Regions from separate parts of the Mus musculus genome. Here region 2 is linked to region 1. The links are chromatin contacts, called in public HiChIP or PLAC-seq maps. All regions are on one chromosome and are shown on one strand. Each heading gives the region's core, a stretch centred on a gene start, on an enhancer-like site or on the middle of the called end of the contact. The rest is flanking DNA. Distances are from core to core; before and after follow the strand shown.

Evidence for each region. HiChIP or PLAC-seq counts read pairs in DNA pulled down with a chosen protein or histone mark.
Region 2: a contact with region 1 is called in an H3K27ac HiChIP or PLAC-seq map of neural progenitor cells, with 2.1 times the contacts expected there. The contact joins the enhancer-like site here to the promoter of Plppr5 in region 1. A contact is called at or near these places in 1 of 39 promoter capture datasets (hippocampal neurons), 3 of 484 Hi-C or Micro-C datasets (the HL-1 cell line, cerebral cortex and forebrain), 1 of 115 datasets of contacts at active chromatin or transcription factors (neural progenitor cells) and 3 of 9 other capture datasets (adipose tissue, liver and pancreatic islet).

Annotation. Positions count from the first base shown.
Region 1 is chr3:117,573,376-117,577,723 of GRCm38.p6, forward strand. Plppr5 (phospholipid phosphatase related 5) reads left to right here and starts at 1,852. Exons shown (of 6, transcript NM_029425.3): 1 at 1,852-2,557. The coding sequence starts at 2,321.
Region 2 is chr3:117,625,921-117,630,936 of GRCm38.p6, forward strand. The region is part of intron 3 of Plppr5 (phospholipid phosphatase related 5); the gene reads left to right. Among named protein-coding and RNA genes, the nearest start is that of Plppr5, 53 kb to the left of the region's middle. Within about 2 kb of position 3,086, at least 26 of the 459 cell types and tissues checked have an H3K27ac peak or open chromatin away from gene starts, as enhancers often do. A contact at or near this core is called in forebrain, hippocampal neurons and neural progenitor cells, where this site is marked.

The DNA.
Region 1 (4,348 bases), core at 602-3,101:
TTTAAGATTCTTCATTAGAGTGAAGTCATCTCACTTTTCAGTCCCGAATCTCCTCAAACATCACTCCCTCAAGTCTGGCAATATAAACCTGGGCTTTGTTGTTTAAAGGAGGAACACTTTATTTTCAAGAGTGGTCCCTACTTAGCCCCACGTGTAACCTCTTGTGTTCTTCACAGTTCACAAATCCTGCTATGTATGGAAGGTAAAGTTCTTTCCTGGGTTTTCTGTTTATTTGTGGTTTTCTTTCTACATACGATTCTAAAATCTCAGGAAAATATCTGGATTTTGTATGTTAGTTGCTGAAAAAAAACATAGAAATAAGGATTTACTATTTTACATGTTCATATCTTCTTTGGAAGACAGGCAATCCTCAATCTCCCCCTCTCCCCCCAACTACACAGGATCCTCAAAATAAAATCTCACGATTACTTCAGCTCTAACCCTTGTCCATTAGAAGGCTGCTTCAGTAACAGAGAAGCTAGTTGCTAACAATCTTAAAGGAGCCAGGATTGGATATTCTGTATCTTTCCAGAAAGTACCTTGGGTTCTCAAAGTTGAACCGGGAGAGTCTATTCACTCACTTTTCATTTGCCACATAACTCACAAATACCCAGTCTTTGCCTGCCCATGGCTATGCTCTTTGTTCCTGTTCTTAGTCTTAGTTCCTGAAGTCTTACATCCTGAATCTTTCGAGTGGCCACATTTTCATACAGTGGTAGCTCACTCACATACATTACTTCTACCGGCCAAAGTTGCCTGCCACACACATCACTAAGAGTGCTCTGAAATAATTAGTTGTTAAATGATATTCTTGATTACATGGTGGCCCATCTCACACCTATTTAATATTCAAGAAATTCAGTGCTGTTACCATCCCATCCTCAAAATCAGTGATTTGCCTAATCAAAACTGTCGTTTTGGGTTTATGTTGTATTTTCTTGTTGATAAAGGCCCACCTCCAAAAGCCACCATGTTACAGCCTATTAGATGTATGAACATCCCAGAAATCCTGGTAAGTAATTCCAGATTCTAAGGAAAAGAGCAGAGCTCTTAAGGTTATTTTTCTCTCCTTATCTTCTGCACATGCTTTTTTCTCTGCCTGGTGTGAGCAGGGTCAGGGTAACTTGAAGATATTGCTTGGGTGCAGAGCTTACGAGTCATTGCAGGATGGGCTCTGCATACATATAGCTCCTAAGCTACTTAAATATCCACGCACACGCGTGGACATCTACGTAAGACTGCATTGTGTGTGCTTGTGCTATGACTCTGTGTGGGTCTTCTGACCTCAGAGGAATCCCTGCAATTCCCTGAACTCTGGAAATAGCAAGATGAGGCACATAGTTCTTTCCCTGTCCTTGGTGACTGGTACCCCTGGGTCCCAAGAATCTGCAATGCCTCATCTCCCAAGCAGCTAATCAGAGGAGACTGTGAAGATGAGAAAGGCTATACGTGGAACCAACCAGGAAAGAGCCGGTTTGCCCAAGATGATGCCTCTAAAGCTAGGAACCTTGAATCTGTTGATTTACTTACAAAGCCTTGGGAAACTGGAAGGGAGGCAAAGCCACCCAGAATCTAAAATCCTCTGAGATAATTTCTGTCATCGCCTTGGAAGCCACACTGCTCTGGCTGCTCTCCAGCGCTGGAGGGGTCACAGAGTCCAGGCAGTGCTGTGAGCAGAGACAGAGACTGCAATTCGGCGGCGCCACCCGGACACTTTGCGTTCCGGTGGGCTTTGCGCTCTGAAGATGTGTCCCCGCACCTTCTTCCCAGGCGCTGTGCGGGAGGTCTGAAACAGCCCAGCTGGTGACTCGAAAGGGAGTTTCTAGAAGCTCCATCTCTGCTGCCTCCCCTCCCCTTCAGATTTGGAATTTTACCCTCTCCAGGCAGCTGCTCCAGCTATACAACATCCGCCCGCCCTCCGAGGGGACGAGGTGCCACCGACGCCGCTTGCCTCGGGCCGGTCCGAGGGCTTGACCACAGTGCCGCGGTGTCGCGGATGCTCCCGAGCTGGGGCTGGGGACTCCCCGCCCTTGCGCGCGACCCCGCGGCCGGGCAGGCGGCGCTTGCAGCGGGCAGGGGGCGGGCAGGGCAGATGGGACTCGTCCGGGGGTAGCCTCCTCCTCTGCATCCTGCCCGCGCATCCCGAAGCCCAGTCGCATCCTCCGCCTCTGCCTCGGCGGCTGCCAGCCTCCGCCTCGCGCCACCTCGGCCTGCCGCCGCCCCCGCCGCCGCGCCCCCGGTGGCTGTGCCTCGGCGGAGCCCGGAGGGGGCCTGTGGCGCGTCGACCGCCCGCTCGGCTCGGCTTGGCCAGGAGGCGTGCATGCCCCTGCTGCCCGTGGCGCTCATCAGCAGCATGCTCTATTTCCAGATGGTGATCATGGCAGGGACGGTGATGCTGGCTTACTACTTCGAATACACAGACACGTTCACTGTGAACGTGCAGGGATTCTTCTGCCACGACAGCGCCTACCGTAAGCCCTACCCGGGCCCAGAGGACAGCAGCGCGGTGCCCCCGGTGCTCCTCTACTCGCTGGCCGCTGGCGTCCCGGTGCTTGTGGTAAGCTCCGGGCTGCTAGCCCTCTCTTGCCTTCAGCAGGTTGAGACTCAGCCGGGAGGACCAGGCAATACCAGCCTTCACCATCTAAGTTCCTCTAACTTGGTGGCAGTCCTCTTCCCCCAGAGGACATTCTTCTGGGGAGCATGGGGGTGGGTGAGAAGAAAGCACCCCTGTCTCTCCAAACCACCCCTGCACCCTCTGCTTGAGCCTGCAGGCTGGGTGGCTCAAAGACGGGGAATAGACCTGCAGAAGGTGTAGGGTGGGTGGCAGAGATAGGAAGGGAGTGAGCCTCTGAAACAAATAGACTTGGTCCCTTCTGTGGTCCTGTCTAACGGGTCTTGGTTCTGAATTTTGGTAGGAAGGGAAGCAGCAGCTTGGGGTGGGGTAAAGGAATCAGATGCTGGGATGGGGAAGTGACCCCAGTCAGCTGAGGCTGGGGTACATGCTCCTGTTTTATCTGCCTCCTTTCCTTCCTGATGAAAAGAGTCTGATGCATTAGGCCGAAGATCGGCTCACAAGTATCTAAAAATGTCTTTGGGCATCTGTAAAAGAAGAAGCCTCAGCAACAGGACTTTGCTGAAAAGCAGGAGCAGAGGAACCTGCAGCACAAGAGCACTTTAGATTTATTTAAAGGCTATCCTCTCCTTGGACTACACTAGCACTAGCACTAGCACGTCCTCTCTTCCTCGCTGGATTTAAAGTTTCTCTCCTCCCTCTTCTCTGCCTGTAGGTCTTTCTGCCTCTCTCTCTCACTCTCTCCTTTCCTAGTGTGTGTGTGTGTGTGTGTGTGTGTGTGTGTGTGTGTGTGTGTGCATGTGTGGTGAGACAGGGAGAAACAGAGAGGCAGAGACAAAGAGAGAGACAGAAAGACAGAGAGAGGGAGAGAGGGAGAGGCAGAGAAAGAGACAGAGACATGACAAGACTATGTAAGACTATATAGAATGGTCTCACACACAGGGGATGTAACTCTTGAGCTAATAATTACATCACAATATACATATATGAACACAATCCAAAGATTTTGTTTTGTTTTGTTTTGTTTTTTGTTTTGTTTTGTTTCTTGGTGGCAGATGAGTGATGTTTCTTTGGAGACCAACCTCACTACGGTTCCTTTACATTGACAAAATATCTGAGGTTCCCTTCCCATGATGCTCCATCTTCTTTCTTTCTTCCCTCTCTCCCACTCACCACAGAAGGAATAGGAAGTGAAGTTAGAGAATGAAAGGGAAGGCAAGGGAACTTGGGCTTTTATTTTCCATAGCTGAACTGGGGAATCCCGATAAGTGTATCGGCTTCATTCATTCTTAAAAGTCTTTTCTCCCCTAGTCAGGGAAGTGATTTAAGAAATTTCAAAATGAAAAGTTCTTACCACAAAACTGGAATAATATAAACAAAGCGAGCAAGTTCTTGCTAGCTTCTAAGTAACTCTGTTTCTCATACACAGAATGATTTCAACCTCAGCTTGAGGGTGATGGTTGGGGGGGGGCGGTGTTAAGACTTCCTTGTCCTCAAAAGCCTTTACTTTGTTATTGTTTTTGACACTGGATTTGCTAAAATGTGTCAGAAATCCTCAATGCAGTTTCAAGCTCCAGTTCTCTCCCTCCCAGTTTGAAAAGTTGCCAGAGCAAAAGCTGGCCTAGTTTCTGGGGACTTTTGCCTCTGCAGCTTCTGTGTTTTCAGGCACATGCTTTCTAGGAGACTAAATAGCTCAGAGATTTTTTTTTTTTGATTTTTTTTTTAAAGGAAAATGCCTACTGCTTTGGGGTCATTGATTTATTTGCAACCACAATC
Region 2 (5,016 bases), core at 1,836-4,335, 54 kb after region 1:
TTTCTTTCTTTCCGAGACGGGGTTTCTCCGTATAGCCCTGGCTGTCCTGGAACTCACTCTGTAGACCAGGCTGGCTTCGAACTCAGAAATCCGCCTGCCTCTGCCTCCCAAGTGCTGGGATTAAAGGCGTGCGCCACCACTGCCTGGCTCAATCTATTTCTAATCATTGCTGGTTGTTCTGTGATAATATTAACTCAGCTGGCTCTCTTAAGGTCATGTGTGGGTTGCTGATTTCATAAAATAAAATATTGCCATAGGAATTTCTGTTAGTAAATATGTTTATCTTTTTATTAAATAAGACTCAATGGAAACAAATTTGCTCCTCAGCAATTGTTGTAATGGTGTAATTTAGAGAACTGCCTGGGCTCCTGGCTGCCTACTCAAGCTCTTAGATTCTCTGGTGCTGGTGGAGAAGGAATGCTGCAGCTGTCCACTTCTGGGTGGTGCCTGCATAACGTGCAGAGCCATCAGTAAACCAGGCTCTAGTCTTCTCCTCTTCGGTCAGTTGATCATAGGGAACACCCCATGAGGCTATAGGCGCATGCTTGGCAGCAGATGGCATTGTAACAGGAGTAGAAACCATAGGCATTTGAGCAACTTCTTCATGTAACTTGCTTGTGCCTTCAGGACCTGCTCTGGCCCGATCACGTATATACCACTTCCATTTGATAATAGACTGCTGCTGTGCGCGTCCCACTTTATGACTTGCAGGGTCTGATAGTACCCAGCTCATGATGGGTAGTTCAGGTCGCATAGTAACTTGGTGTCCTATTGTCAAATGTTCAGTTTCCACTAAGGCCCAATAGCAGGCCAAGAGGCTCTTTCGTTACTCGTAATTATATCATTATAATATCTGCATTGGTACTTTAATATTTCCTCATAAAACTAACAAAAATAACTTTGGATATTATGTTTTCCTTTTATTGGTGGGTATTTGCCATCATGTTGGTGGTTGGATCCAGGCTCGGAATGTTGGCATCCTAAGACCTTGAAGACAGGGTGCTCGATCACAGTTGCTTGTTACTGACAGCAGGGATGAGGGAAGGCAGCCTTGGCAGAGAGTTCTTGACCCCAGCATGTGTCCTCAGCTTTTCCACCATCAACAGTGGGTGTGCAGCTGTAGGGCTGAACTACAAACTTACAAACTTGTTCTCCATGGCTTTCTCCACAAACTGTGGTGGGAAGTTCAGAGAGCTCAGAAGTCTGTGGGGCTCCTTCTCCTCAGTTATTTCAAGATCTACTCCTTCCAGATTTCAACATAACAAGAAAAAAATTGTTAAAAGAAATAAAAATAAAAACTCTGGCCCAGCTTGGAAGCAAATTTGATTATTTCTAATGGCTTGGAAAAGCTCAGAATTATTTTTATACTCCAGGAGCTCTTCGACGATGGGAGTGTTTCTAATATAATCATGTCAGACAGCCATTAAAAGCATAGAGAGTCTCTAGCACTACCTAGTGATATTTCTCTAGAAGGCTGGAAATAAAGATTGTTAGGTAGAAGAAAACCTTAAAAGGGAAAAAAATGTACCAATGTGCATAACATTTCCAGTGCAAGATAAATTTTGAGGTTACAGCGTACACATTTTAGATTGCTGTGGTTCATTATTTTTTTTCAACATAGCATTTTGTCCAGATTGGTTTAGAATCCACCATGCAGTTTAGGGTAGCCTCAGGTTTGTGGCAATCGCCATTTTAGCATCTCAAGTCTTGGACTGAGACCTAATTTTAAGCCTATGAACCATGATAATTGTGCCCCTCACTGCCTGCTCTTTAAAAGTGATGCTATCAAGGAAATTTGTATAGCACTTGGGATTCATTCTTACCCCATCATTCTGTATGCTACTTCCTGCTGACTGATGTAAAAATATTTGTTACAGTTCCCTTCGTGCCTGTTCACTCTGCTCCCCAAATACGTTTTTGAATTCCCTAGTTTCTTCAACCTATCAGCTTTGCATTCTCCTGTACATTGTGAGGTATCTTTCTTCCTTGAATGAAATGTGCTTACAGGCACATTCTTTCCTATTCACCAAGTTGCTTGACTGCAGGCTTCTCCTCGGCTGGAATATGCAGCACCCAGGCTTACCAGGAAGATTTTAAAGGAGTGAATCACAAGGCATGAGGCAGTTTTTTATCTATTGCCTCCATCTAAATCTGATGTTGACTTTTTGTATCTGTATAGGGACTCTAAATATATCTGCACATGAATATGTGATCAAACAATGATGGAAGGGAAATTGCAGAGTGCTTTCAGAACCCAGAGACTGCACCCTCGTTGAGTACTAATAGATGATAGATTTCTCTATGAATCCAGGCTTTGTCAGTGGTGATGAATATGCAACTAGAATAAAATACTTAGATGTTTTAGTATCCTAAATTGTCCTTGAATGACATTCCTACAGGACAATGCATTGGCTCTTATGTAACAGAATCTTTATATTTTAGACCTCTATTCTGCTGACCACCTGCAGGTATTTATTTTAGAAACCTTAGCACATTAACACAATGAAAACTTACATACTTTATAAATAATAATTAATTATAATGACTTTAGCAGACATTTACTGAGCACTTATTCTGGTTCAGGCCTTGCTTTTACTCACTCATGACAACTTTTTTTTTTAACATGTTACTAAACGTTAGCATCTATTCATGATTATTTGTGTTTAATAATTCATCATGTATAATGGATTTTTAAAAGTGCGTAACTCTTGTTACTCATTTCACCCATTTATAGCTGGAAATACTGAGAGAGTAAAGTATTTTGTTCAGATCTATTGAACCATAGCTTTTCCTGGTGATGAAGATCTTCAAGATATCTCAAATAGAGGAACACTAAATGTTGCTAGCTCTTGTTTGGTCATGGTTATCCAAAATACTCCTTCCTCATCCACTACAGTTTAAAGCTGAGGGTACAGGGTAAGGAGATTAGAGAGCAGTCCTGTGCTAAGACATCTTCTATCATTAAATACTGTTCAGACAGAGTTAGGATCCCTGCTTGTAATTACGATGATAGGCACCTCTGTCTTTTCAACAATAGATTCTGTTCTCTGCTAACTGCTTTCTCCTCTTTCCTCACCGCCCCTTTGTGTGTGTGAGAGAGAATGTGGGTGGCTGCTATGGCAACTCTGAATATAACTCCTGCTGCAAACACAGGATTTCCAGTCAGGGTTTGCCATTATATTTGAACTTATATACGAATGTATTTTGCCCCAGATTCACTAGTGACACCTTGGGAAAATTTCATAATAAAAAAGCTGGGTGTTTCAAAATAATTTGGCCCCATAGAACGATTGCCAGAAGTTTAACAGGTAGGTATTTAGGAAAGAATGGCCTTCTGAGCAGTATTCTTTATGAAAATCATCTCATGATCTGGTGTAGAGATTTGTTTTCTTAATGTTAGGTCATATGTGAACGCATATGAATAAAGTGATGCCAGTATTTGAAAATGAACTAAGGAATATTTGTTTGATGCTTCACTGTGTGGCTTAGCATAAACCAAGGAATTTGAATTCTCTCTTAGGATCTGACTTAAATTAAGGCTTTCAGGGATAATTTGACTGTAGATATTTCTTTTGCTTTACTAAGAAGTTATAGAGGGAAAAATCCCTAATCCTATTTTTCACAAATGCTATTAGTTTCCCTGGTTGAGGGAATAATCCATAAGTTATTTAACCCTCAGTTCTCAAATTTCTAATTGAGTGCTAAATTCTACTAGAATAATCTTTAAATTTAGCTTTCTGGTCATGAGTTTTCAAATTAAAAGCAAGCAAGCAAAAAAAAAAAAAAACCTTCAAAGTTAAGATCGAAAGACCATGTTTGATGAATTTCTGGTACACCCATACAATTTGAAACAGAAAAGCATGCTCTAAGATTTTTTGGTAACCTTCAAATATGACCTTAATTTTTTCTTGTCATAAAACTAATTATAATAAGGGGGTGGGAAAGATGGCTCAGTGGTTAGGAGCATTGGCTGCTCTCACAGAGTGTAAGAACCTGAATGTAATTCTCAATACCCACATGGTGATTCATAACCATCCCATAACTCCAGCTCCAGGGAATTCTGATGCCCTCTTCTGGCCTCTTCAGGCACGAGGCATGCACAGGGTACATAGACATTTATGCAGGTTAAACACCCGAACATCTAAAATAAAAATTTAAGAACTTTAAAAAGAAGTAATAAACCATGGTGGCTAAATCATTGGCCCTTAATTTCCATTGTGTGGCTCACTCTAAAGCTAGGAGACAGAAACATCTTCTTTCCTGGGTCTGAGTCAGCTCAGCAGTCAGCTAGGGTTTGCCTCAGTTGGTGCAACTGGAATAAGTGGGCCTCTCTCATTCCCGTGAGGTCTTTCTTGCTTAACTTGCCAGATTGTGTCTCAGCACAACCTTCCAAAACGTTGGAGCCCCAAACTTTAATGTACCTGGAGGCTTATGTTCCTGGTTTCCTTGGCATTTCATCACGATGCTCTATCTATCCAGGAAATCACACAGCACCTGCAGATGGAGGAGTTGTCCAAATAGATTGTTAAAAGTGGATATAATGCCAAAGGAGGAATTTGTGGCCGTTACATGATTTACCAGTTCTTCTCTGAACAGTGGACAGCTTGCCTCTGTCCTTGGTGCTAGTGGCCATTTATTGGCAGTTCCCTTCCCTCCCTTGGTACAATCTTCTGTTGTAATGATCTCACAGCACCTCCTGTATACTAACCACAAATCACATAATGCTGAGACAAGGTTTAGAAGAACACACCCTATTAGATTCATAAGAGAGATCTGAAATCATGTTTAAGGGGGAAGATAGGGGAGAACACACACACTCTGGGCTCCCATTCTTTATTCATCTTCATTGTCTGGTGAGATCCAGGTGCCATCACTAAGCTGTCCTCTAAACTTACATGTATAAGAGTAATTTAATCTTAGAGTGCATCAGGTCCGTGTGTGCTTCATCTTTCACTGGAGCAAATTTGATCAAGTGTCTGCTCAGGCATATCAAAATTATTTCCTGACATACGGTCA